2 separate regions of the Anser cygnoides genome follow, and region 1 is linked to region 2. Evidence: chromatin contacts called from public Hi-C data. All regions are on one chromosome and are shown on one strand. The core of a region is the stretch at or near the end of the contact, and the rest is flanking DNA. Distances in the headings are between cores, read along the strand shown.

Region 1 (4,148 bases), core at 178-2,677, 230 kb before region 2:
CTCCCTCCCTCTTTTTGGGTACAGAGTAGGTAAAAGTCACTCTAAAAATGAATGCAGAGATCGGATGGCCTCAAGTGACACCTAATGGCAATGTTGATATTACACATAAGACTGTAAGCGTCAGTTTGAGCAATATACACAAAGCGTTTTCCATTTTCTTTTAAGGATGGATGTCATCTTGGTATTCGTTTCGTTGGAATTGCCATGGGTTATCACCAAAAGGTGATAGAAAAGGTGATTAGGGCAGACGCTGACCTAATCTAACAGCACAGTAAGAGAATTTCAAGCATTTGTGTCTGACGTTAGCATTTTCAGTTGCTTCCCTGTGACTTCTAAGCAAGCCCGTGCCTATGATTTTGCTAACGCCCGAAGTGCCACCCCATGTGGGAACACAACGAACTCGATCCTGACAAGCTCACAGCGAAAGCGGCCTTACTGGCACTTAGAGACTGTCACTCCAAGCTGGCTGCGACTGGACAGCGTGGTACCCCTCGCTGAAGAACACGGCAGTGACCTATTTCCTCTGACTTGTCAGCTGATCGGGAGCGATTTCCTGCACGCACCGCCTATGAGTTCGCAGAGTCACAGAAGCATGGAATCACAGAATACCCCGAGTTGGAAGGGACCCACAAGGATCATCGAGCCCAACTCATCAAGTCACGAGGGGCTGCGTAGCTCTCGAGATGAACAGTGGTGAAGTTGCTTGTAAATAATACAGTAAAGGAACTTACGAGTAGGAAAAATAATGGCTTAGGGCTTCACAGCCTGACAGGAACTCTTATCCCAAAATAAACAAAGTAGCCTCAGGCTGATCATCGTCAGTTGATTTCATAGCAGGTTTGAAAATGATTAAAATACTTTCTTAATCCTGAAAAAATATGATTCTTTCATAATCTGAGTTTAAATACAGAACAAATGAGGATTTTTTTTCCACATAAAATGTAAATACAGCAACTAAATGAAAAAAAAAAAAACATTTTTTTTTATTCCAGTGCCGACCCCACAGGTCCTGCCAATATTGCGAAACTACACGTGCCATTTTAACCTGGGAGGGAGAGCACGTAACTATAGCCCAGCAAGCACCGCCGAGGCCGTCAGGAACAAAACCCGGGGGAGGCTGAGGAGGGGAGGAATCGACGGAACCGGAAGGCAACGCGCGGAGCCCTGCCGGGGGGAGCCGTGCCGGGGGGAGCTGTGCCGAGGGCCGCGGCCGGTTCCCCTCAGCGGCGCCCGGGGGGGAGCCTCACGGGGGGGGGGCAGCAGCAGCAGCAGCAGCAGCAGCGGCGGCGCTTACCATGAGCAGCGTGAAGCCCTGGAGGTCGGGGCCGCCGCCCTCGCACGGGACGAACATGCCGGCCGGGCGCTGAGGGAGCCGCGCCGAGCCGCCTCAGCGGGGCGGTAACGGCCGCTAACGGCCCGCCTCGCGCCGCGACCGTTGGCGGGCGGCTGGGGGCGGGGCCTGGCGCGCGGCTTCACCCCCCCCCGCCCCCCTCCCGTCATGGCGGCCGCCGCCATGTCGCTGCCCCCCGAGCGAGCCTCGGAGCTGCGGGAGCTCATCCAGCGGCAGCTCGTCAAGGTGCGTGCGAGAAGAGGTCTTGCCCCTGTGCCTTCCCTTCCAGCATATATACTGCTGCACTTTTACCCTTAAAAATTTAAGACCCGATTATCCGCAGTGTTGAATTTTGGGAGAGGCGAACAGCGGGCATCTTGTAATTAACAGGTTTACAGACCTAATTAATAGGTTTACAGAGCTCTTTCCGAGTAGGGATGCTTAAGGAAGCTGTCAAAGGCAGCAAACCTGCTCAGGTTTGGTAGGCTCTTGATTTTTTTTTACTTCATAGAGCTGCTTCGCTGAGAGTGTGTGACTTCTCTGACTAGTTCCTGCTAAATTAAAAGACTTTTAACTGTGTGTAAAAAGGAGTAATCTTCTTGGAGTAGTCATTTCCACGTTCCTGCACTCTTGTAGAGTGCCTCTTTAGTCATAACTGCTATAAAGGGCTTACAGTTGTAGCATATCATGAATTTTCTTTCAGATGGATGTCCATGGCAGGATCAGAGAAGTTCTTGCTGAGACTATACGTGAGGAGCTAGCACCTGAGCATCAACAGTTGTCCACAGAAGATCTGATAAAAGCCTTAAGGCAACGAGGAATTGTTGATGATGTTATGAAGGAACTTAAATTTGTAACTGTAAGTAGCTGTTGAGGAGGGATAAAATTTTTGCTTATTCTTCTCACTGATGTGGTGTGTTGACAAAGTTATAACTCACTAGAATCATAGAATCACAGAATGGTTTGCGTAGGAAGGAACATTAAAGATCACCAGATTCCAGCCCCCCTGCCATGGGCAGGGACACCTCCCACCAGAGCAGGCTGCCCAAAGCCCCATCCAGCCTGGCCTTGAGCACCTCCAGGGATGGGGCATCCACAGCTTCTCTGGGCAGCCTGTGCCAGGGTCTCAGCGTCCTCTGAGTGAATAATTTATTCCAAATGTCTTATCTAGATCTCTCTTAGCTTAAAGCTGTTCACCTTTGTCCAATCCCTATGCTCCTTGACAAAGACTCCCTCCATCTTTCCTGTAGGCCCCCTTTAGATGCTGGAATTCATTTCTAAAGCTTCCTAAGGATTTAGTGGTTTGTGATGTTTTGAGAGCAGAGCAGCATAATGTGTGTACTAAAGTAGATGTAATGATGATACTATATTGAAAGTATTTGTTCAGTTTTAAGTCTCACGTACTAGAAGGGAGCATACACAAGGAATGATGTTCATTTGAAGTAGAGGATTCTTTAAATTTTAGAAGACTGGGAAGAGTGCTGTTGCCTTACTTGACACCTTAAAAGTGTCTTAATTGTGGTTCCAGGATATGAATGAAAAGGAGAGGACTTCTGCTTCAAAACCATCAACACATTTTGTTGCTAGAGAACCACCAGTTCTGAAAAAAAGTATGTTACTTGTTTATTCTTTGTTTTTTGTTGTGGTTTTTTTGGATCATAGATCATAGTCTAGAAAGAAATTTGAAGTGTATGATTACTGAATTTGGAATTAGTAATCCAATATGGACTGGATTCATTTAAACCCTGCAAACTGTGGAGAAATAAATGTCTTTCCTGCTTATCTAAAAGATATTGGTTCGCGTAAGCTGCAGATATTAGTGTCACTTAAAGCTTGACTTGTAAGAGTTTCACTTATTTTGCATTAAGATAGGTTCTGTGTATTTTAAAATCACTTTCTTCTAAGGACTTGTGAAAAAATTTCACATTTCTATTCTCCTGTTAGGTAGCTGATATTTAACATGCTTCCTAAGGCCTGTTTTTGTAGTCTCTTTATTTTTGTTGCTACGCTTTACAGCTAACATTGACCCAACACGAAGGTATCTTTACCTTCAGGTTCTGGGTGGGAAAGCTTTTCTGGAACATCTTCAGGAACCAGATCCTCTGCCTGGCCAAATCTGTTCTACTTTCACTCTGTGTTTACATTTCCGAAATCAGCGCTTCCGTTCTAAACCCGTTCCCTGCGCCTGTGAGCCAGACTTTAATGATGGCTTTTTACTTGAAGTACACAAGGATAGCCTAGGTAAGGACCTGATACTGTGGTGTTTTTTTTTTTCCTTTCCCTGGCTTTATAGTTATTCTGAATTATATTTGATATTATTTGGTGTTTTTTTCCCTATTTCTTAATCATGTTTTCCTAGGGAAATTGATAACTGTATTAGGTTTTGCCACTTCTAGATCTTTCTCTATTCTTACTACTTTTCCACTCTAAAGTTGGTCTCATTTAAAAGTCACTTTATCCAGAATTGACAGTGAGATAGTAATCTTAAGGATGGTAAGAGATGCTAAAATGGCTGTGATTTTCACAAGCTTTGTGCTGACAAGTGAAGAAGGGGGCAGCATCTCCCTGGAGGTACTTCAGAAGCCTCCTGGACGTGGTCCTGGGCAACCTGCTTTAGGTGGCCCTGCTTCAGCAGAGGAGTTGGACCAGATGACCTCCAGAGGTCCCTTCCACCATCAACCCTTCTGTGAAGAGAGATGTAAATTTGTCACCATATGGAAGGAAAAACTTTATTGTACATTCAGTTCGCCTACCAGGCGGCAGACATCTGCACAATAGGCAGTCATCTGCAGCCTGCTTTACCTGTGCTGTTGGTAGC
Region 2 (4,089 bases), core at 908-3,407:
TCAGTAGTGCTGTCTGAACACTAGGTCTGGCTTTCAACACTTTGCAAGTATGTTTGTGTGGCATAACAAAGCAGGTGCGGGTGAGCATTCAGTAAGGTTTTTAGGAGACTGTCATTGTTTCAAATGAAAAAGCTATACGCATTTTCCTCCTGGAGAAGGATCACAACCAGGGAGGAGGACAAGATGACAAATAGCACGGAGGAAGACACTAACTTCCCCTCCATAGACGGAAAGTGTGCTAGGACAGGGTGTGTGTGTGTGTGTTAATCTCCGCACTGACTAAGCAGTGCCCCAATCACCCTGCCAGTCTGCAGGCAGCTCCCATTCTGAATCACTCCAGTCTCCTCCTCAGGTATGAAGCCCGTGCATTTATCTCAGCGCTGGTGACCCCACTTTGCTGGGCACCTGGTTGTTAGCAAGTGCAGCATTTAGGATTCATGAGAGAACACTTCCAGAGCTAGCACAACCCATTCCCCCCCCACATGTTTGAAAACTATCATGTAGAATATTTCCTTGAGTGGTATACATGACAATACTGCCGAGATTTCTTTTGTGATGACAGAAGATACCAGTCCTGTTCTTTCCCATTACTTAAGCCCAGTTGCTATTCATAAAGAGACAAAGCGTAAGGAAAAAAGCCAAGCCACACATCCCGATGCAGCAGGAAGAGTATTAGGGACACAGCTCACAGGCAGGACTCAAGATCTTTTAAGAGCAAGGGTTCATCTCGGGCATTAGCAGAGCCAACTCCATAAGCCCGTTTTTGTAGGTCTAAGAAAAATTTTCTTCAGAGCTCAACAACCACGATCTTATACCGTTGCCTAATTCTATTGGCGGAAAGAAGTCAAAAACAAAGAGATTAATAAACCAGGACTTTCATTAGCTCCACCAGGCTGCCACTTAACAGCAGTCCAAGTCTCGGGTAGGTATTTAACAAGCGATGCCATTCCACTTATGTTTCCATAAGAGCAGTCAAAATCTTTCAAGTAAGTCTGCCCATGAAGCAGTACGTCTAGAGCAGGGTGAGGTTCCAGTCAATATTAAGTACTAGGTAACAAAAGCCAGTATAGTTAAAAAAAAAAGCCTGAAAACAGAGTGAACCCTTCCATTTCTGGGTCTACTGCCTAAAGCCTGTTTTGCTTGTTTCCCCTCACACATATGCAGACCAGAGACTCACAGGTGTCAGCCTTTGTTTGGGACTCTTAGAAAGAAATATCACTTCTTTTTTTGCAGGGAATTTCCCTGTTAGATTGGAGTTACTGAAAATAATTGCCTACTAAAAGGAGATCAAGCGTCAGGGGACAAGCGGTACAGAGGAAAGGGATGGTGCTGAAGTGCAGATCTTCGCTCTTCCCTACAAGAGGAGGGATCCTATGTCAGTGGAAAACACAAGAACTCAGAAAAGCATTTATAACTGAAGAAGCAAATATCTTCAAGCTCTAGCACATCATCCAGCTTGCTCCGTATAACCCCAGCCACTTAGAGACTCGCGGACACTGTCCCAAGCATTCGGTGTAGTGCCAGGGCTGGGGGACAGCTGAGCTCTTTGGTTTGGAGGAGAAACCAGGGATTAAAAACCTGCCTTGAGCCCTGTACGCTAATTTCACTCGTTATCTTTGTTTGCAATATGCCCTGTATGTTTGTCTAAGAATGTGGTGCAATGGTCCTCAGCCTCAGGAAAACCAACATTGCACAACACAAGAGCTTCAGAATATGGCACGGCTGGATTTTTAGGTTAGAGTTCACTGACAAACGACAACGGCAGTAACAACAAAACCAGAAATAAGTCAGAAATCAGCCGGGAGACCGTGTGTCCCACCTGGCTTCCCCGATAAACACAGCCTGAAAAGACACCACAGCCCGCGAGGCGCAGAAGCGGAGCAGACACCCCAAACGCCAGCACCGACCCCGGGACGAGCGGGGACGGCGCCGAGCTCCCCCGCCGAGCGAACCTCCGCTTCTCAGGCTTCTTAAAAAAATAAATTAAAAGGACACGGGGACACTCACCGCACCGCCGAGCCCACGTAGCCCCGCGCCGCCTCCATGGCCCGTCCCCCCCCCAGCCGCCGGGCAGCGCCGGCCGCCACCGCCCTTAAAGGGGAGCGGGGCCGCTCCGCCTCCCCGGCCGGCCTGCCCCCGGGGCGGCCCTCAGCCCGCCCCCGGGAGAGGGGAGGCATGCCCGGGGGGTGTGCTGCTGGAGCAGCCATGTCCTTGTCCTGGGGTGCTGTCCGTCCCACCCCTGGGCCCCCTTCCCCCGCCCCGAGACCCGGCCGGCTCCAAGCTGCTCCCTGTCACGACGGATGGTGGCGGGGTTGTGCTGACAGGTGCCAGGCAAAGCACCTCGGAGGGAAGATTTATCGTTATTGTTATTCCCGATTAGTTGTTTTTTTTTCTTTTTCTTGTCGTTTACCCAGGGAAGGAAAGAGAAAGATTGCTTGTTCCGTGTGTATCTGAGTTATAGCTAATATAGCAACAGCAGGAGCCAATCCCATTTGAAGCCTCTAAGCATTAGAGTAAATCAACAGATTAAAGTGCTTCAGCTTCTGATTTTAGAGCCTGGGAATAAGCTTACAACTTGGATTAATGTATATAGTAGCTTCACTGGAGGTATTTAGCCTTCCTAGGGCATGGGCAGCAGTGATTTCTGTTTATGGGGCAGATAAACATGTAATTTTTTTTCCTTTTCACGCTTGCCCACAGGCACAGGTACGGTACATTTCAGCTCTGAAACAACACGTTCATTTTCACAGCTCTAAAACCATGATCACAGAGAAACCAAGTCAGAGCCTGGCTGCTCCGTGCCCCACTGACCTAGGGCCAGCCGGTGAGGAGGGAGCTCCATGACGCTGCCCGGTGGCAGGAGGCTCGATCCGGAAGGCTCCGCAGGGACACCCTTGGTGACAGGGCCCGGACCTCACCCAGGGTGACCCCATGGATGGGACTGTTTTTCTGGTCCGGCTTGTTCAGCGCACAGGAGCCACCCACCTTCTTTCTTTGCTTTCCAGGCTTCAACAGCACTCAGCCAGACCCTGCATAAACGTCCTCAAGCCTCAGCTTTGGGGCCCTTATCGGCAGTAAAAAAAAAATAAACCTTTTAATCTGGGACAAATTGCATTGTGTCCCCCCACCCGGTAAAAGAAGCAATCCCACTTCCCCACAGCAAAGCTTAGACCAACAGGCTTCCCTATGTGAACCTGAGCTCGGGCTCTTATCTCTTCTTCCTCAGGCTCCTTAGGGCTTGCAGGTGTGAGGGCCCCCCCTTCTCAAAAGTTAACCCCTTCTTTTTCTATCCCCTACCACAGGTTAGAAGGGACCTCTGAAGATCTCTACTCCAAACTACTACTACGACATGTAGTTTTGTTACAGTTCTGTGATATGCCCCTGGCAGTAAGTCAAGGAGAATGGGAAATGGGCAACTGTAGATATTTCTCTGGGCATTGGACTCAAAGCAGTCTGTTTTCCCCTGGGTCTGTATCTTATGGTTGATTGTGGGCACAACTGAGGTTATTTAAGCAAAATGGGCGTTTATAATGAATTCTCATCGAGCGTTTCTCTACTGTCAAGAAATGTGTACATACTGCAGCTTTTCCTGTTGTGCAGGGAGAAAAGAGAGTCGAAAGAGACGTTTTGTAAGGTGGTCTGTCTCTTCTACCACTGTGTAGAGACCTCTGCAGGGGAGCTATGCTTTCGCAACAGGGGAATCTCCTGCTCCAGACATTTTGTGCCCTGGCCTGTACAGAAAAATCCTTAGAGTTACTGTAATTTCCGTATGGTTTCAGACTGCCACTCTTCCTTGTGAGTTCATGGGTCTTAGGGGGAAGAGCAGAAGAGAGGCAACACAGATGTCAGCAAAGCAGACTTAAGTTATCTCCAAGGGCTGTGGGAGAGGACCATGTGGGATAAGTCTCAGGTTGAAGAAATTGCCATTTTCTTAAAGAATTATCATTAATGGGATAAATATAGATCAATATAGATTAGATATCATGAATAAATTCTTCGCTCAGAGGGTGGTGAGGCCCTGGCACAGGCTGCCCAGAGAAGCTGTGGATGCCCCATCCCTGGAAGTGCTCAAGGCCAGGCTGGATGGGG

What was found. A called contact is a pair of places that touch in the nucleus more often than the background predicts.
Region 1: a Hi-C map of liver shows a contact between it and region 2, with 1.7 times the contacts expected there. The contact joins the promoter of CEP76 here to the promoter of CIDEA in region 2. A contact is called at or near these places in 3 of 7 Hi-C or Micro-C datasets (granulosa cells and liver).

The regions. Positions count from the first base shown.
Region 1 is chr2:107,752,238-107,756,385 of Taihu_goose_T2T_genome, forward strand. CEP76 (centrosomal protein 76) reads left to right here and starts at 1,428. Exons shown (of 12, transcript XM_013179503.3): 1 at 1,428-1,576; 2 at 2,034-2,189; 3 at 2,859-2,940; 4 at 3,347-3,571. The coding sequence starts at 1,499. PSMG2 (proteasome assembly chaperone 2) reads right to left here and starts at 1,434. Exons shown (of 9, transcript XR_010828941.1): 1 at 1,295-1,434.
Region 2 is chr2:107,984,563-107,988,651 of Taihu_goose_T2T_genome, forward strand. CIDEA (cell death inducing DFFA like effector a) reads right to left here and starts at 2,158. Exons shown (of 5, transcript XM_048077117.2): 1 at 2,008-2,158. The coding sequence starts at 2,045. LOC106034993 (a long non-coding RNA gene) reads left to right here and starts at 3,132. Exons shown (of 8, transcript XR_010828947.1): 1 at 3,132-3,467.